Linked DNA regions of Mus musculus: region 1 is linked to region 2. The links are chromatin contacts, called in public Hi-C maps. All regions are on one chromosome and are shown on one strand. Each heading gives the region's core, a stretch centred on a gene start, on an enhancer-like site or on the middle of the called end of the contact. The rest is flanking DNA. Distances are from core to core; before and after follow the strand shown.

The links. A called contact is a pair of places that touch in the nucleus more often than the background predicts.
Region 1: a Hi-C map of B cells shows a contact between it and region 2, with 1.6 times the contacts expected there. The contact joins the enhancer-like site here to the promoter of Lamc1 in region 2. A contact is called at or near these places in 8 of 39 promoter capture datasets (the 3T3-L1 cell line, 3T3-L1-derived adipocytes, the C10 cell line and 5 more), 9 of 484 Hi-C or Micro-C datasets (the 63-12 cell line, B cells, the G1E-ER4 cell line and 5 more) and 11 of 115 datasets of contacts at active chromatin or transcription factors (bone marrow-derived macrophages, effector CD8 T cells, embryonic stem cells and 3 more).

What each region holds. Positions count from the first base shown.
Region 1 is chr1:153,406,407-153,410,061 of GRCm38.p6, forward strand. E330020D12Rik (Riken cDNA E330020D12 gene) reads right to left here. Exons shown (of 4, transcript NR_033736.1): 2 at 1,931-2,164; 3 at 1,196-1,283; 4 at 1-195. Among named protein-coding and RNA genes, the nearest start is that of E330020D12Rik, 6.0 kb to the right of the region's middle. Within about 2 kb of position 1,660, at least 12 of the 459 cell types and tissues checked have an H3K27ac peak or open chromatin away from gene starts, as enhancers often do. A contact at or near this core is called in B cells, the G1E-ER4 cell line and the HPC-7 cell line, where this site is marked.
Region 2 is chr1:153,331,059-153,335,168 of GRCm38.p6, forward strand. Lamc1 (laminin, gamma 1) reads right to left here and starts at 1,728. Exons shown (of 28, transcript NM_010683.2): 1 at 1,070-1,728. The coding sequence starts at 1,481.

The DNA of each region.
Region 1 (3,655 bases), core at 410-2,909, 75 kb after region 2:
ATGCGTCAATGGCATGGGTTTCAGGAACACAGACATAATTCCCCAACGTAGCTCTTCATTTCTCACTAGCGGGAGCATTCCCAGCCACAGGATCCATAGTTTCATCTTCGGTGGGGGGGTGGGGGAGGACGGGATAGAAGTTGTAGGCAGCTTTCATGTCAATCGCTCTGGTACCCAGATTGGATTTTCTTGTTCCTGGGGAAAAGCACAAACAGCTCCTTTCGCCCACGTCAACACCAGTGGGCAATGATTTCCACACCCTTATGGCAATCTGATTCACCTGCACTGGATATCCTGTCTGTTGTTGTGCAAAGCGACCTTGACCAAGCAGCATAATCCTATCCTATGCTGGATTTCCTGCAGCAGTGTTAGCTGCTGCCTGTTCATTTGCAAATTCAATAAGGAAGGCTTTCCTATCTAAATACTGCCCAGGTGAAAGGCATGCCTTCACCAAGACTGCCCAATCGGACAGAGTCATGCAGTGTCTATTCAAGGCCTCTACTTGAGCCACAGTATAGGAGGCAGTTAGGCCATTAGTCCGCATGGATTCAGCCAAATTCCTGATTACTTTGAAATCTAGAGGCTCATGATATCTCTGTCCTGCTTGGCCGGTGAAAATAGGACATCCCAGCAAGGAGAATCTAACCTCTCTCCAAACCTCTGCTAATAGGCAGCTGCCGAGGAGGTATAGGGAGGGGGCATAGAAGCTAATTCGCCTCCCTCCTCTGCCTCGGCTCTTTTGTTTTGTCCTTTCTGTCCACCTGATAACACTGTGTCTCCTTTCTTTTTCTTTTTCTTTTTAAGCCCTTCTCCTCTTCTGACATACTCTCTTGTTGCTCTGTAAGGATTTTCTGACCTGTCTTGACTGCCTGACAATTCAAACAGTAACAGAGTCCATATATCAGAACAAACAAGACCAAAACTACCAGACCTACGCACAAAGGGTCAATAGGAGAAAAAAGCATAACTCACGAACCTTAACTTGTCCCATTTACCCGGGAACCTTATCGTCTCAACCCTTCCTTTCCCTTTCCCTTTCCCCTTTCCCCTTTCCCCTTTCCCCTTTCCCCTTTCCTTTCCCCTTTCCTTTCCTCTTTTCTTTCTCGCCCCTTTCACCCTTTTTCTACCCACACTGGGTCTATGGGCGAGAAAAACATATCCCCCTTAAACCCGGGGATCAATTTGGGAGACTTACCGGTACCACCGTTCCTCAGCTGAAGAGTTCTGAATCCACAAGGTCGTTGTCCTTGGGCCCTGTACAGGCCACCAGATGTTGCGCCCACCTTGGCCAGCAAGGAAGACACAACACGGTCGGGTTCTTCTCAACAGCCTTTATTGCAGGAATGCCTCAATGCTGCTACGGGGAGCATTGCCTCAACACACCCCGGGCACCCAGGGAGGTCTGCTTATATACTCTCAGCCCCCAACCACTCACAGTACGCCATATCATCTCACCAGGCACGCAGCTTCAGCCAATCAGGGCGGCAGGGGCATGTCTCCACCAAATATGGACTTGTTTACACTGCCAGCATCGTGCTACACCTGCACAGCTCTCACGATGGTCATGGCTTATTTTCAGGTGTATGAGGAAGTCAGGTGCAAGTCATAAGACTTAGCTGCAGTCCCAGGTGCCATCTTGTGACTGCTGCCACACCCGCTCCTCACAGTCTTTTAAATAATATCTTTAGTGTCTCTCTCCTCAGCAAGAACTCAGCTCAGAGACTCTGTGTGCCCTGATAACTCACCAGCAGTAGCTTGCATACAGAGCAGATACTTAAACTTTCTCTGTAAACCACCCTAACTGCCTCCCTTCTCTGTAGAACAAGCCTGCTCCCTCTGGGATCTCTCTGTTCCCATTCATTCTGACCCCACCATGTTGCCTAAAGCCATGCTAAAAATCACAACTAGGGCCCCGAATGGTAGTGCTCACCTTTGATCCCAGCACATGGAAGACAAGAGGCAGGTCTGATGTACACAGCTGCACTATATAGCAAGATCCTGTCTGGAGCCCAGGAGTCACCATGGGGATAACAGGATGGCAAATCTTCCAGGTCCTTGTTTCCTCCCAGGTGCCTTCCCCTAGTTGCAGACCTGGTTCTGTCACCCAGGAGCCAGTCCTGTACCTTGGTGTGTATGTCAAGGGACTCTGCTTTGCTCCTCAACCCTAGTTCCTCCAAAGATAAAAAGGAAGTGTTACAGAAACGCGTTCTGAGTGGATCTCTGACATCTGACCTGGGAAATGCTTACCTATCTTGCGTTTTGCTTTAAGACAGCTGTCATTCGGTGTCAGTGTCCATGGTCGCACACGCCTTTAATCCCAGCACTCCAGAGGCAGAGGCAGGTGAATTTCTGAGTTTGAGGCCAGCCTGGTCTACAAAATAGACTCCAGGACACCCATAGCTATACAGAGAAACCCTGTCTCAAAAGATGCAGAAGAGCTGTGTGCTCAGTGACCTCAGATTTGAAAGATTACAAGCCTAGGTTTGGTTTCACGATGAGCCAGAAGGAAGTTTTGACCAGAAGTCTTTTTCTGATAAAAAAATGGAGTGTAACTGTTACATAAAATCTTAAGAAATTTTTTCATCATGAGTCAACCTGTAGAGTCAATGCAGAAGTGCCCACCCTGCAGATGCTCTAACCCCCCCCCCAAACAACAATAGCACAAAACAGACTCACTGAGCTACAGGATTTAGTAGCTGCACACTGACTGAAAGCCTATAGCGTGACAGCCCTGTGCTGAGAAGGTCTTAGCTGAAATACAGGTGAGCAGTGTCAGAGAGGGAACAACCTAGTACGAAGGACAAATACCCTTTGCAGCACAGAAGTTGTAAACCCCCCCTTTCTACAATAATAATAATAATTCCCAGTTACATAATTTTCTCACCAGTTAGACACTAAATATCATGGAAAGGGATTGTGAGGAAGAAGAAAGCCATGGAGAAGTGATGGACTACTGTTCCAAAGGTCAAACTTCAACTCGAAGAAGAAAAATCCATAACAAAGCATCGTGCAGATTGGGACTTGGGGATGTCATAGTATAGGAAACTGTAGTACTCAGGAAACAGTAGGGACCTGAACTCTTGAATTCACTTTTGAACAAACAGAGGAAGAGCCCAGCTCAGGCGGTGATGAGGCGATGGAATGTGGGAGAGGATGGGAACAGTCTAAGTGTTGTGGATGCAGAGAATCTGAGTAATATACCTACGTATTCCTCCTTAGGACAAAGATGCATAGACTAGGAATGTAGGGAAATTGGTCCTTGATGGACCGGGTTATGCCAGCCCCAAGAGACTTGATTGCTAAAGTGGTAAAGGTTAAAAGAAAAAAGATTAAGCTGTACTTAGTAGGGGAGACGTTACTACTGCCAGAGTATTCAGTATACACTTCTTCCCTACGAGGATGGGAATGGTATATTAAGCTTCAAAATTACTGACCCGCCCACCAGCTGGATGTGGCCAATAAAACGTCAAGGCCCACAGTGATTGGCAGTAGCCTGTGAGAACTGGGAATCAGACTTTAGAAACTAGCATGGCAGGCTGGGGCATGGTGCTTGGATTTAGACCTGAGCCTAACAACAAGTCCATCACAGTTGAAGGGACTGCAGTGGCTCTAGGGAGCAGTGCAACCCCAGGATGTGGACGCTGAATGTTTCATA
Region 2 (4,110 bases), core at 478-2,977:
AATATAATATAATATAATATAATATAATATAATATAATATAATGAAGAGCAGTGGAAAGAAAACCCTGAAACCACGATCAGGGGACTATCTGCCTACAAAATATCCCTCTCAAATATCCCAGGGCAACAATCAGTTTTTCACACTTAATGTTGCACAACTGAACACAGCAATGAAAATTTTTCTGCTCTCTTGTCTGTCTCAAAAGTAAAGAAAACATCTCCAGGTGAAGCAGGAACTTTGATCCGTTCAGATAATCACAGCCTTGCTCATCCACGGCTCTGCCATGAAGTCTCCTACTTCAGCCCTCTCCTGGATTCTAAAGCATGCTTGTCTCCACACTTGCTTCGGATCAAAGCAAAAGGGAAGACTATCCAGGAGAGCCTTGGAGCTTTTTACACCGGAACAAAACTGCCCTCAATTACAGAGAGTGTCTTCATTACCTTTCTGTTTTCTCCCAACTAGGATTAGCAGTGAAACAGCTCCTAATTAAGGCTGAACAGCTCTGAAGAACAGTAACTTTAAAAGTGAACTTCCACTTTAATTACACATAGAAATACCGGCGGCAAAGGCATTTGCTCCCCTCAAATTCCCCTATCAAAACTAAGAGCAATCATTCTCAACCCTGGAGACAGACAAACATTTTAAAGACAAGTGTTTGAAAGTGGACCTTCAAGACTCTAATGTAAGCATGCTATGTGATAGTCCTGTCCTGCCAGGATGAGTGTTTCATTAGCGCCTCAGGGTGCAAAAGGGGGTGGGGGGGTGTTGGTCCAAAATCCTAACTGCTGAAATAGAAAAGAATCAACGGAACGAGAATCCGGTTGGACTAGAAAGAGTAAGAAAAAAAGAGAGAGATGCTAGCGTGGGACATGGTGGCCCTCACCGGATGTTCAAAGCGAGATGAATTTTAGAAGTTGGAGAAAGGAATTTCTGTGTGTGGCCCACGCTGGAGAACAGACCGTCAGCACGCGGCTGGACAGGCCCCTCAGGCCGGACCAGCGGCTCCATGGATGCGGCCCCGGAGCTGGACCGTGAGCGAGTAGTGGGGACGGGGCTGTCATCGCTTACCCAGGTGCAGCGTGAGGTTGATGGAGTTGGGGTACTGCACCCCGGCCAGCATAGTCTGGCTTTGCCACCAGGTGGTGTCGGCCTGGTTGTTGTAGTCGGTCAGGAAGGCTGCCCCGTGTTGCAGGTGCTGCTGGCCGGCGTCGCACAGGTGACAGGACTTAGTGACTCCGGTCACCCCAGTCTGCACGCAGTACTCCTCGGGCGGAGTCCCACACGTGTTGGTAGCCACCACGGTCACATTGAAGGCGGCATTAACAAACTCCGGCATGCAGCGCTGCGGCCGCCCGCCCTCATCCGCGCACTCGTCCATGGCCGCCCGGACACAGCCCGCCACAGCCGCCAGCACAGCCAACAGCGGCCACAGCCGCCCCCGGGGCTGCAGGGCCAGCGCGGCCCGCCCGCCGCCCGTCATCCCGCTGCGCGCGGGCCCTCGGCAAAGGCTGGGGTGCCGCGCTGCACTCGCCTAGCGGCGTATCCCGAGGCCGATCCTCCGCTGCGGGCCGAGGCCGGGCTGTGGACCGGGCTGGAGGCCGAGAGCCGGACGCAGAGCCGATGGGTGGGCGTCCGAGCCAAGATCGCGCTGCCTCCGCTACCTCCCGGTGCGCAGCCTGCACTGTGCGCCGACCCCCGACTTCCGAGCGCGCACTCGAGAGCGCGCCCCAGGAGGAAGGAGAAGGGGGTGGGGTCTGCCCGGCGGGGTGGGATCTGGCGGTGGAGAAAACCCAAGGCCGGCCTCCTCGGCAGCTCACGCGGGCCAGGAGCTGCTCCCCGCCCTACGCGTCCTCCCCAGCGACTCCCGGCGGCGGCGGGGGCGGCCTGGAGGGCGGTGGGCCAGAGAAGCGAGATGGGAGGGGCGGGAGCCAGAGGACCGGGCGCGAGGTGGGCGGGGCGGTGGAGTAGGAGGGTGGGGTGCGAGGAGGGCGGGACCGGCAGCAAAAGGGAGGGGGGCGCGAGATGGAAGAGGCAAGGGGTCAAGTGGGAGGACTTCTGGATGGGCGTGACTAGAGGTGGGCTGGGCGAGGGGGTAAGAGGGAGGGGCCCAAGGTGGGCGGAGAGGGAGCGTGAGTGAGGGAAGGAGGGCGGGGCGTGGGGTGTGGGGTGCTGGGCAGTGCATGCTGGGAGGGTAGGGGCTTCGGTGGGTTGGGAACCCTCATCCAGGTCTTGTACCTTAGAGGATCTTGCCCTGGAGGGTATGAGGCTAAGAGGAGGTTCTTAAAGGGAGACGCAGGTGGGTGAGGTGGCCCGGAATCTGTGTTTTTGACTTCATGAGGACTTGGACCCTGGCCCAACCAGATGTCAGTCCTTACGGTATAGCTCAGCCACTACCTGACTCTGGAGCCTGAACACAGCGCAACGGTGCGGTGGCCTGCGTGACCTCGCCCTCCCCAGCCGTCCCGGGCATTGCCTCCTGTATCCCGGGGCAAGCCCTGCCCACGCTGAGGGGAGAGATCCCGAGGTGTCCAAGGGACTGGATCCCTGTGGAACACAGGGCTCGATCTCAGCTTCAGAGTCAATTTTGTGATTTCCTTGCTCTAAATTAAAATGTGACTGTCATTTAACCGGGCAAGGAAGGAAGTGAGAAGGCTGGGAATGGAATGACATTTTCCCCTGGATACGCAGACCTGCTTTGAAATTCTTCCACTCTGTTGTTTGTGTGTCCTAGCTTGCCTTTAAAAGACTCGAAATTATCTGGATTCTGACATCCTCCTCTTCGGACCTGCTGAGTCACAGAATATTGTCAGTGCCAGAATGACTCAGTTCCCAGAGCCCGAGCCAAAAGATCATGCGTTTTAGTCTCAGATCAGAACTACCTGCAGTGCTGATAGGACCAGCAGACAGGGGAAGGGAGGGTGCTGTAAAAATGAACCAGCTGAGAGCCGGGCTTGGCAGCACACTGTGCTAATCCCAACCCAAGATGCAAAGCAGACCAGCAAAGTGTAAGCTCCGGATCAGTAGTCTTTTTAAGATAATGATACTGATAGCTACAAGATGGCCCAGTGGGTAAAAGCACCTGCCACCAAGCTTGGTGACCTGAGTTCAATCTCCAGGAACCACATTCTGATTTCCACACCTGCACCATGAGACTTGTGGGCGCGCGCGCGTGTGCGTGTGTGTGTGTGTGTGTGTGTGTGTGTGTGTGTGTGTGTGTGTGTGTGTGTGTGTGATGATATGACACATAAATAAATAAATGTGAGTTTTAAGATGGGGTAGTGGGCATATGAAATGATGAAATATAACAATAACTAGGTAATGATCGTTAGGGTCAGTGTTAGAGCCACAAGCCCTAATTAAGAGGGCCCAAGCATAATGGACTATTTATGATGGGTAAAGGATACTGTTCAGAGAGCTTTTAATACTGGAATTACTCGGGAATGCATCCACCTGACTTATTGGATGAGATGATGGAGATTAGGTATGCTAAGGGTCTCTAACTCTTTACTCCTTGTAACCCTTTGGAGAAAGAAACATGGGAGCTATAATATTTTAAATCAATGGTTCTCAACCTGCCAGTCATGACCCTTAGCAGGGGTCTAATGACCCTTTCACAGGCATTATGTAAAGACCATTGGAAAACAGAGATATTTACATACTGCCCATAACTAGAAAATTACAGTTATGAAATAGCATTGAAGATGATTTCATTGTTGGGGGTCTCCACAGTGTGAAGAACTATGTTAAAGGGTCACAGTGTTAGGAAGGCTGAGAACCAGTTTTTTTAGGTGGCTGAAACAAAATCACTCTAGTCACATAACCCTGGAGGGAATGATGTCTCAGTGCAAACATGCTAAACAAACTAGTGTGTGTCCTTTACATTGTTTTCTTTTGGTTTCTGAGGTCCAAAGTTAACTCCAAGCTGCTATTTATGGTACTTTCCTCTGTAATTTCATCACAAGACCTTCACGTGCCATTTGTAAAGCACATGAAGGAACCTTGAATCAACCACTAAATCCTATTGCTCCCTGGAATATGTTAAAATAACAAGAAAGTATTGGGTTTTTTTAAAGCAATAAATTGTATCCAGCCAATACGCTTGATGATGA